Linked DNA regions of Oryzias latipes: region 2 is linked to region 1. Evidence: chromatin contacts called from public Hi-C data. All regions are on one chromosome and are shown on one strand. The core of a region is the stretch at or near the end of the contact, and the rest is flanking DNA. Distances in the headings are between cores, read along the strand shown.

The links. A called contact is a pair of places that touch in the nucleus more often than the background predicts.
Region 2: a contact with region 1 is called in a Hi-C map of fibroblasts, with 2.7 times the contacts expected there. The contact joins the promoter of LOC101169596 here to the promoter of LOC101174064 in region 1. A contact is called at or near these places in 3 of 5 Hi-C or Micro-C datasets (embryo and fibroblasts).

Annotation. Positions count from the first base shown.
Region 1 is chr23:3,588,450-3,592,723 of ASM223467v1, reverse strand. It overlaps LOC101174064 (HMG box-containing protein 1), which reads right to left and starts at 1,820. Exons shown (of 13, transcript XM_023952152.1): 1 at 1,689-1,820; 2 at 745-847. The coding sequence starts at 838. It overlaps pik3cg (phosphatidylinositol 4,5-bisphosphate 3-kinase catalytic subunit gamma isoform), which reads left to right and starts at 3,155. Exons shown (of 24, transcript XM_011490877.3): 1 at 3,155-3,334.
Region 2 is chr23:3,723,373-3,727,646 of ASM223467v1, reverse strand. LOC101169596 (cytochrome c oxidase assembly factor 6 homolog) reads right to left here and starts at 2,146. Exons shown (of 4, transcript XM_020700553.2): 1 at 1,948-2,146; 2 at 953-1,048.

The sequences.
Region 1 (4,274 bases), core at 571-3,070:
TCAGAATTTGTCGGAATGAAAACTTTTTGTTTTCCAAAAGTTGGTAAATTAGCAAATCTGTTTAGCTCAAGTAATGCTAGTTAACCCCTTCGTGCCACATGTTGCTAACTCGGAATGACCAATCAATCCAGGACTGTTGCACCTTGAAAGGAAAATATTAAATAATAAATAAATTTAAAAAAATATATATATATATATATATATATATATATATATATATATATATATATATATATGTGTGTGTGTGTGTGTGTGTATATATATATAAATTCTTGAATTGGGTTCATTTGAACTAGAGGTGACCTGCATGTCTAATGAGCCACATGGTGGTCAGCTGTTAATCAACACTTTTCTTTTTAAACTGGCTTCAACGCGGAAGTGGAAAGGGCTAATTGAGACAGCAGTGTGGAGTTTGGTGTGTTACCCAAAGACACTTTGAACCTGCAGAAAATCCAGACAGAAGTAATACTCCACCCTCCTCCTCCAACATGGTTTAGACTTCTCCTGGTTAGGAAATATTGACCTCTGACCTATCAAAGCCAGTTAGTCTCTCACAAAACGTTAAACTGGCTCAATTGTGAGATTGAAAAGTTACTCTCACTGAGCCCACATGCTCCAGTGATGTGGTCATGTGCTCCCTATTCACCACAATTTGATGCAATTTTGAGCTCTAATTTTGTGTCTATATGTCGTCCAGCATGATAAAAAAATGCCGTAAGAACATGTTGAAAGGACCACTTTTACCCCTGTGCTCGTCTCTCAGCTGGACCTCCTGCATGGCGTGGTATTTGGGCTCGCTCGACGGCATGGCTGGAGTTACCACCTTCCACACCATCATGTCCTGGAACTGAAACATTCATCTGTTTAACACACTTTTAAAAAGTGTCAACCTGTATGAAAACTCACAGAGTTGGCATCTCATTTAAATGATTTTAAATGGAGTTGAGTAAAAGTTAGATTTTTATCAAGGATAAAAAAACACAAATCAATCATCATCAGTTCATTTAGAAAACACAGCTAAAGTAGGAAGATTCTTCTGTTATCTTATCTTACTCATAATTTTCTTGTCATGTGACCTGTCTTGTTTATAAACTTTCAGGACAGCTGCGCATGCGTACTAAGGCCCCATTCATTCAATGCTAAAAAAGAGCGATAATGACACGATCTAACAGAGTGTCGAAAACAAGTTGAAAACCCCCGAAATAAACCGTCATACGTGAAAAAAGAGTCCAAACAGCAACTTTACGCTCATTTTTATATCGTTAAACTTTGAACATGTTGTACAACTTTGTTAAAAGCGGGGATTGGAAAGGGAAACAAAAAAGAAAAAGAGGACAAAAAAATGTCGCCTCGACCAAAACGGGCACGAGCGTCTACTGTTGAACGTTTTCGGTCGAGAGAATGTCACGCACGACACGGGGGGATGCCGTGTATTCGCGTGAAACGGAGACGGTCCATCGTATTGCGCAAAAAGGCCGAGACAACAAAAACGTCTCACGTCAACAAAGAAGAAGAAAAGCGGGGCGCGAGCCGCGAAACTGTCTTTCCCACGCAAATCAAACGTTGACACCTCCACGCCTTCACTCCTGGGTCAAGTTTGAACAAATATGGCACCAAACGTGACGGAAATTAAGAGTATCGACGCTGTAAAAACTATAAATAATTTCAATGAACTTTTCTCAACTCACCAACACAGTCGCCTTCCACGGAAAAGGGGGGCTGGTGTAAACACCGTGTTCCGAGCTCTCCTATTGGTCAGAAGGGATGTCAATCAAAAGCTTCTCTGGTTCCTGTTGGCCCGTCGGTAAAAAAAAGTGAAAAATAGCTGTCTTATGCATCACAACAATGACACACAGGGTGGGTTGATTTAAAGGATGAGCAATTAAGGGCAGAACATACCGACACCAAAGATAAACATTTTAATTCATTTTAAAACTTATGCTAATTTTTAACACAAACAAGCACAACAAAAACAAGTAGGTTTAGAAAAAGACAAGCTATAAAGTCGCTCCCCTGACGCACATATTTGTGAGTAAATACACTTAATTTGTACTTTCCTTTTAGTTTCTGTTCTAGTACCGTGTTTAAATTTTTACTTCCTTTTCTACTTAACTCTTATAATTGTATTGCCCTCTGTTGGTCACAATGTAAGACGTAAAAGAAACAAACAAATAAAGCAAATTATTATAGGTATGTAAACAGAAATAAAAGACCCTATATAAAGTAAATTATTGATTTTTCCTCACACAGAACCACAACACAGCTTAAAGACAAAAAGAAGTGCTTGAACTGATTATAACTCTTGTTTTCAAACCATGATTGACAAAAGAAAAGCACCACATTTACGACAGTTTCAGGTTTTTTAGACATGTACTATTACAAAAACTGGGGAAAAAATTACAATATAATTTTGTTGGAGTATTTAAGTGACACTTACACAATCACTGTTGCCACCAGAGGGCGGCTAATGCACGTCTGTTAGTCCAACTGAACATCTATTCAGCCTAGTCTGACTCTTAACTCTTTTTTTGGACATAATTTATGAAACTGATTCAAACAAAATCCTACATTCGGTAATTATGTACATGATTTTTAATTTTGTTTTAAATTAGGCAGCAAAACTCTGGCTTTATTACTTTCATAACACACAAAAAACTTTCATAACGTCCGCCTTTTATTTTGGAAAAAACAATGAAGAAACTTGTCATTTTTAAAAACAAAGCCATTAAATCATCTACTTGTTTTATGGTTGTCATATAATAATATTACAACATAAATAATAAACGTAAAAATATGAATGTCTAATACTCTATTTTACTTCCCTAATATTACTTATGAAAAAAATAAAGTCTTAAAACATCTGTCTCGTATCATAGACAGTGTTTAAAACACGGAGAATGTGGTTTTTACTGTAAAATAAAGAGAAAATAGAATTTAAAAACTGGCATTTTGTTTTGAAAAGGAACACGGAAGCATTGTCCTCGTTCCTGCTTTTTTTACTTCCCGATTATTATTTATTGACAGAATAATGTTTAAAAAAACATCTGTCTTGTTGCGTGACTAGGGTTTAGCACACCTGTAATAAAGTTTTTACTGTAAAATAAAGTCAGAACAGAATTCGAAAACAAACAGTTTATTTTGAAAGAACCCGGAAGTTCCGTCCTCGTTTCTTCCGGTGACAACTTTCGGATGAAGAAATCCATTTCCTGGCCCCGGCGTCTGCAGGCAAAGTTTAGACAGTGTTTTAAAGCCGGCTTTCGGTCTGTCCTGGTGTCGCATCAATGTGGAAGTGTTCGCTCGGACCTCCGGCTTTCGTCGCCGTCTGTCTCAGTTGGTGAGTCGAATGAAAAAAAGTCAACATTTCCCACTCCTGCTGCGGCAGCCGCGGTCCCGTTACACGGCCGCCGTGAGCTGACGTCAGCGCGGAGTTTAGCCCCTTTTTACGGCAGCCCCCCCTCGCTTAAACCCAAACGGGACTGGAAAGCCGCGGGTCGGTGGGAAACAGCGGGTTTTATAGAAACATGTATCACGTTTGCTTCCTGCTTCGCTCGCTTCCTCTGCTGATTCTGCAGAAGCAGAAGGGAAACGGAACTAAGGGCCTTTGGACATTCAGTGAAGAGGAAAAAACACTTTAACATGTAGTTAAGGAAGGAATTGATGCAGTTAATATTTATCAATGATCAAAAGAGGCGCAGGTAGGTGACAATATAAATGTTGTAATGTTAGTCAGGAACCCCCCCCCCCCCCCCCATCTCTGTTTTCTGTCAGTTTCATTAAAACATCCTGGTGGTCAAACAGATAGTTACATTTTATTTTGTCTTTCTGGACCTTTAAAGCTTTTATTTTGACAGGAAGAACATTAGAATATTAGCGTGAGTGTTTCAGACATCCTGTGTATATATCCTATCATTATTTTATTTAACCTTTAACCTTTTGGCACTCAGAGCAGATAAGTAAGCATCTCATTGTACAGGAAACCCGTTTCCTTACTGTGCAGATGACAACAAACCCCCTTTGAATTAGTTAGCAAAATAAAAGTGATGCAGAATACGTGAAGTTTACTATTTACATACCATCTATGTATTGTAAACTTAAAATGTTCCATTTTAATCTGAAGAAATATTCAGTTAGTACACTTTCTACACCACACGTACATGGTCTATATGCACTTACAACCATAAAGTTCAGGTGTAGTACTTCAATGTTTTCAGTGTGGCGATGAGGTGCAGCCATAGGCGACTTTTTCATCAGGTGTCTGATTACCAAACAGGAAG
Region 2 (4,274 bases), core at 897-3,396, 130 kb before region 1:
ATCCAATTCAAGCTCCTCCCCCTTCACCTTTAAGGCCCTCCATAACCTGGCTCCTCCGTATCTTTCCGACCTCATTCATATCCAAACCCCCCCCTCTCGTTTTCCTCGCTCCTCCTCCTCTGTTCAGCTCTTTGTTCCTCCGGCAGGACTTGTTACCATGGAAACCCGAGCCTTTAGATCAGGGGTCGGGAACCTTTTTGGCCAAGAGAGCCATAAACGCCACATATTTTTAAATGTAATTTCGAAAGAGCCATAGGTTAATGTAGTATCACTTTACCACAGTGAGGCACGGAGACTTAACCTCTTTTAAGGTTCTTTATTCTGGTTACTGCAGACCGCGACAAACGCCGTACAGTAAATTCAGCAACTCCTGAATCTCTCCCGCAGAGACAAGAGCGCTTCTCCCAACTTTATATTCACTCACTGCCGCGTCAGCCCTCCCATTTCCCTTATTCGGCCCATAGCTGAACCCCATTGGTCCAAACTACCTAACAACAGGCTGAGCGACAGAACTGAGAGCCAATCAGATCTCTGCTTGATCGATGCGTTCAATGAACTCCAGAACTTCTAACGCGGCCCAACAGCCATCCAACTCAGACCGCAACAATATGTTTAAAACTAAATATACAAGTGAATGTGTGCATTTGATGTAATTTCAACATTTTTAAAGTACAATAAGTCTGTGGATTATTTTTAATAACATTTTTATGCTGTTGCTGATAAATGGTGAGTATTTCTCGTGGTAGTTTTGCTGATGGTCTAGTCTGGTTGATACGTGGTGAGTTTCTGCTTCATGCAGGCGTTGAGACTTTAAACGTCATCGTAGGTCTGAATGTTCTGTAGATGTGAGACAGACTGATCACATGCAGACCTGGAGCCAAACACACACACACACGCTGCAGTGAGTGACGGGCAGCAGGTTTTACGTTTTTACAATCCCTGTGTGGTTCACCTTACTGGCCGTCCCCCCCATCTGCTTTCTTCCTCTAACATCCTGTCCCCGTAGTTTTAGGCACGTCTATTCACAGGTTTCCGGCTGGTACAAACTCTGTGAAATAATAGATAATAGTAAACTGATAGTGCTGGCAGAGATTTTGTTCTCCAAGCACCGCTACTACTGCGCGCCTCTGGCATCGCATCGCGCCAGACAAGGACTGGTCTAATGAAAAAAAAAAGTATAATTAAAGATTTGTCTGCGAGCCACATGTGACCATCAAAAGAGCCATATATGGCTCGCGAGCCATAGGTTCCCGACCCCTGCTTTAGATGCTCGGATTCCAAACTCTGGAATTCCCTCCTGATCTCCGTAACATAGACTCTCTACCAACTTTCAAATCAAAACTCAAAACTTATGTTTATTTCTACCTTTTTCATCTTGATTCACTATTGATTTTTTGTCTATTTTTATTTACTGTAATTTTAGTGTTTATTTTTAACATTTTTGTGTACAGTGTCCTCGGGTTTCTTGAAAGGCGCTTTTAAATAAAATGGATTATTCTTTTTATTATTAATAACTTAGGCTGCTATTAACTTAAGTCTCCAGATCATGATACTACCACCACCAGCACTATAAGGGTGGGAGGATCATGGTTTGAGTTTTCTTCAAGCTACACGCTTTATTTTATGTTAAACAATGATTACGCATTAGCATCAATTAAATCAATTTTTAAAAAATTATTCCGTTTATTTATATTCACAGCAATCCTAATTAGCGCAATTGAATCATTTTAACGTTTCCTAATCTCTACCTCAAGGATGTTTTAGAAAGGATTTTTCAGTAACAACATACTAAGATAATTAAGGTAATATCAATATTTGGAACCTGTGTTTTAATCTCAAATTTCCAAAACTAAACTCTTATTTCTTGCTATTTAAACGCTACAAATGCCCACAGGTGTAAACACTCGCATTTCTGCGCAGCTGTCATTTATAAATGCCATTACTCACCGCCGGAAATGATCAAAAAGCAGCGATTGTTTGGTTTTTGTCACCGACGAGCCATAAAAACAAAACTCTAAAGGGATTTCTGTGTGAAAAACTAACAAAAATAAAATCCCTTTTGTAACGTTTCTCTTAGGAAAGTGAAGGACGACAGCAGCGCAGCGGAATCACTTCCGCGTCGCCTTTTGATGACGCAGAAAGGCAGTGACTAAAACACACCAGGAGGGGGCGACATTGCACAAGAAAAACACACGGAGGCACGACGAGCCACGAAATGGATTTTGGGGATGAAAAAAAAATATGTGTGAATAAAATACGGTAAACAAACAAACAAATAAAAACAACAAAACATATTTTTACTATCATATATGACAATAAATTACTTAATGTGGATAGACTATGATAGTCTGCCAAAATAAAATGACATTACGGTGGAAGCTTGTGTTCATTTAGTGTCATAATGAAAGCAAGAACTTATTAGACATTACCTTATTTTAACCAATAAACAGTTAAAACATTCATTAAAAAGTACCATCTGTTTGTTTGCAAGTGTCAATAACAGATTTCCATGATCAGGGGGGTATTCCAGGGGGGTATTCCAGGAAGCATGTTTAAACTACCCTGACTTTAACCCTGAACTCTGGCTGAAATCTGCCTGAACTTGCTTACTCTGGGTATGTGGGTTCCAAAAGACCGGATATTACGCTCCACTTGGTAACCCTGGGTTAATGCGCGTGCACGGCCAGTATAAAGGCATTCAAAATGGATCACCGATATCCAGAGTCACCATGGAAACGCGTGGAGAAACAAAGAGAGCGTTATACTTCAGTGAGGCGGAGTCTGAGATTTTAATGGCAGCGAATGAAGATCAAACGTCCATCAAAAAAGTAACACGGCTGCATCAGCAAAAGAAAGAGTTTCTGCTTGGAGAAAAAGTAAACGCACAAGTTTCTGATCTTATTACCAATTACATTGTGATTTATGTGAATACAAATAAAACTTAAATGAATTGATTCAATTGGTAACAAGTAGTTGAGTTAAATGTATTCAACCCAATTTCTCATGTCTATCCAACTCAATAATTGTTTACACACCTTGCTTCATAATTATTTATCATGACTGACTGTAACTTCAGTTCTTCCATACTGTTGCACTAATGGTGGTAAATAAACTCATCATCCTCTCCCTTCCTCATGGAGGAGAAAGAATTAAATATAACAGGGTAAAATAACTTGGCAAAACACAGTAAAACAGCTACAACTAAACATATTTAGACAAAAAACCTACACTTGTACCAAAATCCGTCCAGACAGTAAAAGGGAATGGTATCCCACAATTCCTTGCGGTGCCGATCTAACAGCAGCACCAAAGTTACACCTACTTAATTGAATTAATTTGAATGAAAGTAAAATAAATGTCTGGTAACTACGTGTCATTTTTAAGTTGATTGAACTCCAAAAAATTATTTCTTAACTGAAGCAAATAATTAAGTTAGATCAAAGTATAAAGTTTATCTTTCCAACATCCATATGTGGTCTTATCACCCTCTCATGGTGGAAAAAGTATTATCTGAGCTTTTTCATCCACTAAATCATCTTCTAATGGACACGCCATGCTGCTTCACCTCTCTGAAAACAAACTAACCTTCAACTAAACCTGCTCCAGACCAGGTTATGTTCAGAGCATGAGTTGCTATGGTAACTTGACATACCCTGAAACATACCTTCAATTTCTGGAACCGAAAGCTGAGGTTATCCACTTCCTTAGCCTCAAACTTACTATGGGAGCTAGCATAACCTGCTTTCTGGAATACCTCCCTGGTCACATGTTTTTATTTTCTTTACCTTGATTTAGTCCTTGGGAGCCGGTTTAGCTCGTGCTCGTTTGCGGCACCTTCCGTCTGTGAAACCAGGGTTCGACTCCGGGCTGCTCCCTGTTCCCTTCTCTACTTCTGTGCCGGTCCCAAACCTGGTTGCTTTGAGAGGGTTACGTCAGGAAGGGCATCCGGCGTAAAACATTGCCAAGTTTACCGTGCGACTCGTTCGCTGTGGCGACCCCTGATGGGAAAAGCCGAAAGAGAAACAACAACCTTGATTTAGTCCTTGAAGGACTAAAACTGGTGCTGAACCCTTGTAACCCTCTCATACCAGACAGTTGACTGAAGCCTGAAATGTAGAGGTGTGACCAAATGTCCATCTGTTCACTGTGAGCCACCTTTGCTTCTTAAAAATGTCCAAAACCAGAACGTGTGAGCTGAGTTCTCCTCTCTGCTCCGTTTCTTAGGTTTGTGAGTAGAGGATTAGCATATGACCCACTCAAAACATGAGATATAG